2 separate regions of the Gossypium hirsutum genome follow, and region 1 is linked to region 2. Evidence: chromatin contacts called from public Hi-C data. All regions are on one chromosome and are shown on one strand. Each heading gives the region's core, a stretch centred on a gene start, on an enhancer-like site or on the middle of the called end of the contact. The rest is flanking DNA. Distances are from core to core; before and after follow the strand shown. Region 1 holds the start of LOC107886252 (glutamate dehydrogenase 2). Region 2 holds the start of LOC107947333 (peptide methionine sulfoxide reductase A1).

Region 1 (3,777 bases), core at 550-3,049, 470 kb after region 2:
ATACCTGGATAACAAAGGTCATTCCCTTAATTGACTTCTCATATTCAGCAAGTAACGCTTCAGTTGCATATACAACACCACGGCCAGTTGCAGCCTCCCTGCCTAGTGATCCACCTAGATCCTACAATTCCCAGTATAAGCGTATCTAGATTTTGTTATTCTACCCAATTATTGCTAATCAAACATCATATTACAAGTATAAAATCTGTCTTTTGCACTTACTATTGGCTTTCCTGTGACAACAGCTGGTGAGTGTCCATGGAACTTAGAGTATTCATCCAGAATCCATGCCATGGTCTGTACATATTTATTCTTAGTATGCTTATTTAATAAATTTGTGATTTAGAAACAAAAAGGAAGTACACGAAAAAACGAAACATAAAAGGGAGGACTGTATAACCTGTGCATTAGTCCCCATATCTGGTGCAGGAACATCTGTATGTATACCGATAAGATCATGGATCTTCTGAGTGAAGACGCGAGTTAGACGTTCCAATTCACTCTTACTTAAATCCCTAGGATTGCATCCAATGCCACCTTTTGCACCGCCGTAAGGAATGGCTGCTACAGCCGTCTTCCATGTCATTAGTTGAGCCAGAGCATTTACTTCATCGGGCTCGACCTTAAGCAAAATCAACACACATAGATTGTGAATCCCACGTATGATGTAAGATCAATCACAGATACACACAACTGAAACTCCATGTTGAAATTTAAAACAGAGGAAACAAATCGAATGTTTAATTATGTATCACTCAATGACTAAATTTCATTAACAGCATCAGGGCCTAAGATGATATTCTCCTCTAATTCCTAAGATGCCAAGGTTTAGATTTTCCATTATTATCATTACTGGCCTTAAAAGATTACCTTTTAAAGGGCGCAGAAGAATCTTATCAGAAAAAGCTCTAACAGGAAATTAAATATCACAGCACTGTAACTCCACCGACATTAAATTATTTTTAAAAAAAGGTGTAAAGTTGATTTAACAAACAATGAAATGTCAATCAACAAAATTGAAAAAATCATTAAACAAAGGATTGTCTTTTGTTTCTATAATAAGTATGGCTACAGCCTACAAACAAACTAAAGTAGAGCGAATGGCCGTCGCCAAGGATAAAGAAACAAACAAGATCATAAAACAAAAAACATAAAAGACAAAAAAAAAACCGACAGAAGAAAGTGATCACCTCAGGATGATATCTGATTCCACCTTTCATTGGGCCACGAGCATTATCATGTTGGATCCTAAATCCAACGTAAGTCGCCAAGGTTCCATCGTCCTTGGGAATCGTGCACTCCACCTGATCACAAAAATGAAAACACCAATCAGAACATAACAACTCATGACCAAAATAGAGAAAATTTTCTAGCAAATACCTTGATTTCTCTAAAAGGGATCAGAAGACTCTTTTCAAGCTTAGAGTCTAACCCAAGTAAACGAGACGCTAGTCGGAAATTGCGGTTGGTTGCAGCAAGAGCATTCATGGCTACCTACTAAAAACTCAAAAAAAAGAAAAAAAAACCAGAAACGGGAATGAAGGAGAGATCAAGAAAAACAACAGTTCGATGACTTATAAAACAGGGAAAAGCAAAGAGAGCACTTTGATTGGTTATTAATTGAAGAAAGAATGAGAAAGAGAAGGAAAAATAAAAGACTGCCTTTCCCAAGAGACACACAAGGGGTGGGTATATATATATAGGGAAAAGACAGCTGTAATGAGGCGTTATTTGGGCGGAGGATAATCGAACAGTTACTATATGAAGGGGCAGTTCCAAAATTTATAAAAGGTTTTTTTTTTTTATGTCAATTTTGCTTTAAGCTTTATTTTAGTATTTAAGCTTTATAAATTTAATATATGAATTTTTATTTTTAATGTTTAATATCGTAATTTTTTATTAGAATATATGTATTAAATATTTATTGTGTTATTTGGTTTAAGTATTAAATTAAATATTAAAGTTAAATTTAAATATTAAATACTATATTAATTTTATCTAAAAACTTTAAAAGGTTGGAGTAGGAATTTTCATTTTTAAATATATCAAACAAAATTTTAGCACAAGGAATATAAAAAAGAATATAGCAAAATGTAATATATCTTCCGACTTAGTTCCACGTCAGTCAAGTTGCAACTTTTTATATAATATTTTATTAAAATTATCCAAACGAATTATCCACTTACAAATCCTAATTAAATTATCATTATTTAAAAACATTTTAAAATTTTTCATTTTTGTTTTTGAAAATATAAAATATATATTACAATATTAATAAAAAAAATTTCATTTAAGCTCTTTACAATTTTATAAAATTTTAAATAATAATAATATTATATTTTTATCTTCCAAAAATAATAAAAATTTGAGTTAATCTTTTAAAAATTATATATTAAAATAATAAAACTATATTTTTACTATCATAAAAATATACTATTTAATTTCGATGCCCATAAAAAATTTTGTGACTTCACCCATATGTGAAATAATATTTTTATTACTACCGACAAATTCTAGTCATAGCAAATAACTTGATAATTGATATTTTTTTTTCTAATAGAGAAGAAAAGGCCAATCTTACCCGTCATTTTTTATATTCGGTTGTATTTAAATGTTTTACTGAATTAATTTTCACCTGTAATTGCATCACCAACTCAGATATTAAATTATAATTTTTTTTATAATTAAAATAAATTATATTATTTGAGGATACTTTAGTCTTTTTCATTTTAAATAAGTTTATTATTCAAGGGTATTTTAGTTTTTTTATTTAAAAAAAGAATAAAAATATGCATATGATGGGATTTAAACCCGAAATCACTTACATTAATAAAGTTTTTAATTTACCACTCAACTAAAAGTTTATTTTAATATTTTTTTATATATTTTAATTTTAATTATGCACATTTTATTACTTCTATTAAATGTATATCTATATTATTATTTAAGCTCTTAACTGAGTTGATGTCACCCTCAATAAAGTTATGGTTAGGGAAATTTTCATAATTAAAATAAGTTATATTATTCAATGGTACTTTAATCCTTTTATTTAAAAAAGACAAATAAACATTCGTATACAATGGGATTTGAACCTAAACCAATTACATTAACAAAATGTTTAATTTATGACTTAACTAAAACTTTATTTTAATATTTTAATATATTTTAATTTTATTATTCACATTTTATTACTTACATCAATTGTATATCAATACTTACTATTTATTAAGTGTTTTATTGAGTTGGTGGCTCCCTCAACCAAGTCACCAACTCGGCTAGGAAATTACGAAAATGTCATTCCATAATTAAAATAAGTTATATTATTTGAGGGTAGTTTAATCTTTTCATTTTAAGAAAAAACAATTAAAATATGCAGATGGTAGGATTTAAATCCGCGCCAATTAGAAAAAAATCCTTAAATTTACCATTCAACCAAAGCTTCATTTTAATATATTTTAGACATTTTTATTTTAATATGCGCAAGTTAATATCTTCATCAATTGTATATCAATACTTACTATTTATTAAGTGTTTTATTGAGTTGGTGTCATCCTCAATCGAGTGACCAACTCGGTTAGGAAATTATGGAAATATCCTTCCCTCATTAAAAAAGCTATACTATTCGAAGGTATTTTAGTCTTTTCATTTTAACAAAAACTAATTAAAATATGAATATGGTGGGATTTGAATCCGCGCAAATTAGATTAGTAAAATATTAAATTTATCACTAAACCAAATTTTTATTTTTGACATATTTTATCATTTTTATTTTAATAT
Region 2 (3,622 bases), core at 356-2,855:
CTCATCATAATTGAGTTTATAAAATATCATAAATTCCAAAACTTCAAAACTTTGTAATTTTCGAATTAACTCGCACAGACAATCCTGTTTACTCATGCACTAGAAAGCTAAAAAGCAGCTCTTTGAGTCAGAAGAAAACAATTCAACAGAAAAAGAATCCCATCCAAAAGTCCATTCCAAGTTGGCTCATATTTCTGCCTTTGAGAACAACAACTCTAGCATATTGAAGGTGGATTACCTAAGATTGGTGTTGCTTCGACAATAAACATTGGTTGGGTTTGACCACCAAGTATTCTCAATGGAGCTCATTTCAGTACTAATACATAATCGCAAATTGAAGTTAAACATGAAATCCTATAACATCAATTAACAAAATATAGATACTGGATTGGGGACTGTAAATAATTACAAATCCATGTTCACTACATACATAAATAAGCAGGCACTCATTCCAATTTCAATAAGAAAAATAGGATGTAATATGCTAGTGACAGGCAAAAGCAGAAAACTGTAAACAATCATAAGCTAAAAACTACATATAGAGTAATGGGAACTTAGCCGTAGCATCGGATAGGATCATTGCACCCTTTCTCAGCAGATTGTTTAAAACCGAATCGACCTCCTTTGGCAAGGTACTGCTGGTGATATTCCTCTGCTCGATAGAACTTCTTGGCAGGCAGAATCTCGGAAACAATCTTTCGGTTCAAGAGTTTCTGTTGTTTTTCCATGGACTCCCGCGCTACCATCTCCTGCTCCGGTGTGTAGAAGTATATACCAGATCTATACTGTGTTCCCACATCATTCCCCTGCCAAATGATTAACCATTAATAATTAACCATTAAAAAACCCCAATTATTTTTTGCTATCATAAGAACTAAGAATCCACCTGGCGGTTGAGGGTAGTAGGATCATGGCGAGCCCAGAATACATCAAGCAAAGTGTCAAAGCTACACTCTTTAGGGTCATACTGAACCCTCACAACTTCATTATGGTTGGTGGACCCCGTACACACGTCTTCATAGCTAGGATTATGCATAAACCCTTGGCTATACCCCACCTCCGTTTTGGTCACCCCTGGAACTCTCTGGAAGGCCAATTCAACACCCCAAAAGCAACCCGCACCGAACTGAGCAAACTGTTGACCAGGAGCAGGGACGTCGTCGTCTGGACCCTGAGCGATGGAGGAACCCTCCATGGACGGGGCTGGCTTGTTGTTGGCTCCGAAGCCTAGATTTTTAAGGATGTTCATGGGGCGTGTGTGAAGGGAAATGGATCGTCTGGTTTGAGGGAAAGGGAGAGAGATAGGAGAGAAAGAGTGGGGAAGCTTGGGAGAATGAGAAAAAAAAGGTTTAGCGACCAGAGAAGAAGAGGAAGAAGTAGTAACCGCAAGGCTTCGAAGCATTTTTAAGGGTATTTGAGAACAACAACAATGGTGATGCTATTATTTCACTATTTTATTTTGGGATTCTCCCTTATTTTCCCATTTTTTGTAAAGGGTATTATTATTTTCTGCCACAAACCAAAATGAGTTGTTTTTTAAAAGAAAATTAACAAGTCAACTAAAGTATAAGACAAGATTATTATTAGGTGTAATTTGGAAGAGCCTGGAACAAGAGAGGAGATTGGGTGTCTGGTAATAAACCAGAACAACGTGTCGCGAGTGCCACCACACTCACACGGCCCGTTTCATTGGGTTTTCATCTCATAACTACACGCATAATGTCTTGGGCCCAAACAACTTGTGCCAACCTTCTTCCACTTCCATCATACTTAGTTTGCATACAAGGCTAATTAATTAATTATGATGCATTCGGATGAATTTATTTATTTAAAAAAAAATATAATATATAATATAAAATAGTTTTTTATACAATATTAAAAATAAGAGATAAAAGTAATAGGGTTCTTTGTTAAACAAATGTGATAATATTGATGTTTTTTTTATGATGTTTTATAATTATCTGAAACAATTAAACATATTAGAAGAGAAGAAGTTAGAAACAAAGAATAATATAGTAACATGGAAAATTAAGCTAAAATTGTATTAGCATTTCTAATGAAATCTTCCATGAGTTTACATGGATAGATATCTCAAAACCCCTTCGGAAGGTGGTTTGCTTGGTAGGGAGTGAAGAGAAAGAGATTGTCTGTGCTATTAAATACGAACAGCTTCCAGTTTTATATTAAATATGAACAGCTTCCGGTTTTATGTTACATTTGTGGGATTGTTGGGCACACAACAAAAAAATGTGTTAAACAAGCCGAAGGTATGGATCAGGGAGAGAATAGACTCCAGTACGGTAATTGGCTCAGGGTGCAACTGAATGGAAATGGACAGAATCGAGGAAACTGGAGGAATGGAGTGGAAATAATTGAGAGTAAGGTGGAAGCTAACACTGAGACAAATGAAGGAAAGAAACGAAGTGGGGATGAGTCAGAACTTATGGGCCTTAAAGAGAAAGAGAAAATTAAGGTTGGTGAGGAGGACTCAGAATCGGGATCAACCATAGAGAAACGCCATACAAGACTCATGCGTGATGGAGAAGGAAGAAACAGGGGTAAAAGAGAAAGAATAAGGGGAGGAAATGGGGAGAATGTGGATGAAAGTCCAGCTAAAGTTGTTCGAAGAAAACTTATGGATTTTATCTCACCTGGTAAGGCGGTGGTTGGCGACCAGCCCCGCCAAGAGCCATGGAACTCTTATGTTGGAACTGTCGTGGGCTTGGAAACCCTGCGACAGTTCGGGACCTTAAGCAACTTCTCGTTGCTAATGATCTAGATGTTATTTTTCTATGTGAAACTAAACTGCGTTCTAACAAAATTGCTCCGGTGCGGGATCAATGTCGCTTAGACGGATGCTTGGTTGTCAACTTTGTTGGGAAGAGTAGGGGTCTCGCGATGTTAAGGAAAGATGGGATCAAAGTTGATATTCAGAATTATTCGTGACACTATATAGACTCGGTGATTCAACTGGAGGACTAGAGATCGTTTAGGTTTACGGGGTTCCATGTGCGTGTGGACCCGAACCAGAGAAATGACTCATGGAATATGCTTAAAAGAGAGGGGGGTACGGGATGAAATTTGGATTGTTGGTGAGGATTTCAACGCCATTGTTAACGAATTTAAAAAGGAGGGTGGGCGGAGGAAGTCTAAGGCTTTAATGGATGATTTTTGCAACGTCATTGAGGAGCTTTCCTTGGTTGATATAAAGACAGTCAAGTGTTGGTATACTTGGGTGAATAATCGTGAAAGGTCAACTATGGTCAGGGGTTGGTATACTTGGTTGATATAAACAGGTCACTGCAATTCTAAATGGGCTTTCTCTTAAATATGAGGCAGTTGTAACTATCATCACATCAAGCCAAGTCTTGTATGGTGTTCAGGCAATTACAACCATGCTTCTGGATGCTGAAACAAGTTTTACAAGCTACAATAGTTTATGTGTCCAGTTCAGCTAATATGGTTACAAATCGTCCAGTTGACTCCATTGATAGTTCTCAGCAACCATCGTGTCGTCCCAACTCAACACCTGCACAAAGTCGTGGACGTGGCCATTCATCTAGCTCGCGTATTCAATGTTAATTATGTGGGAAGACCTGTAACACCCCAAACCCAGCCTGAA

What was found. A called contact is a pair of places that touch in the nucleus more often than the background predicts.
Region 1: a Hi-C map of leaf shows a contact between it and region 2, with 2.3 times the contacts expected there. The contact joins the promoter of LOC107886252 here to the promoter of LOC107947333 in region 2. A contact is called at or near these places in 2 of 34 Hi-C or Micro-C datasets (hypocotyl and leaf).

Annotation. Positions count from the first base shown.
Region 1 is chrA03:15,583,305-15,587,081 of Gossypium_hirsutum_v2.1, forward strand. LOC107886252 (glutamate dehydrogenase 2) reads right to left here and starts at 1,800. Exons shown (of 9, transcript XM_016810135.2): 1 at 1,381-1,800; 2 at 1,191-1,304; 3 at 401-622; 4 at 223-297; 5 at 5-121. The coding sequence starts at 1,488.
Region 2 is chrA03:15,116,571-15,120,192 of Gossypium_hirsutum_v2.1, forward strand. LOC107947333 (peptide methionine sulfoxide reductase A1) reads right to left here and starts at 1,606. Exons shown (of 2, transcript XM_016881972.2): 1 at 887-1,606; 2 at 367-806. The coding sequence starts at 1,402. The coding sequence ends at 555.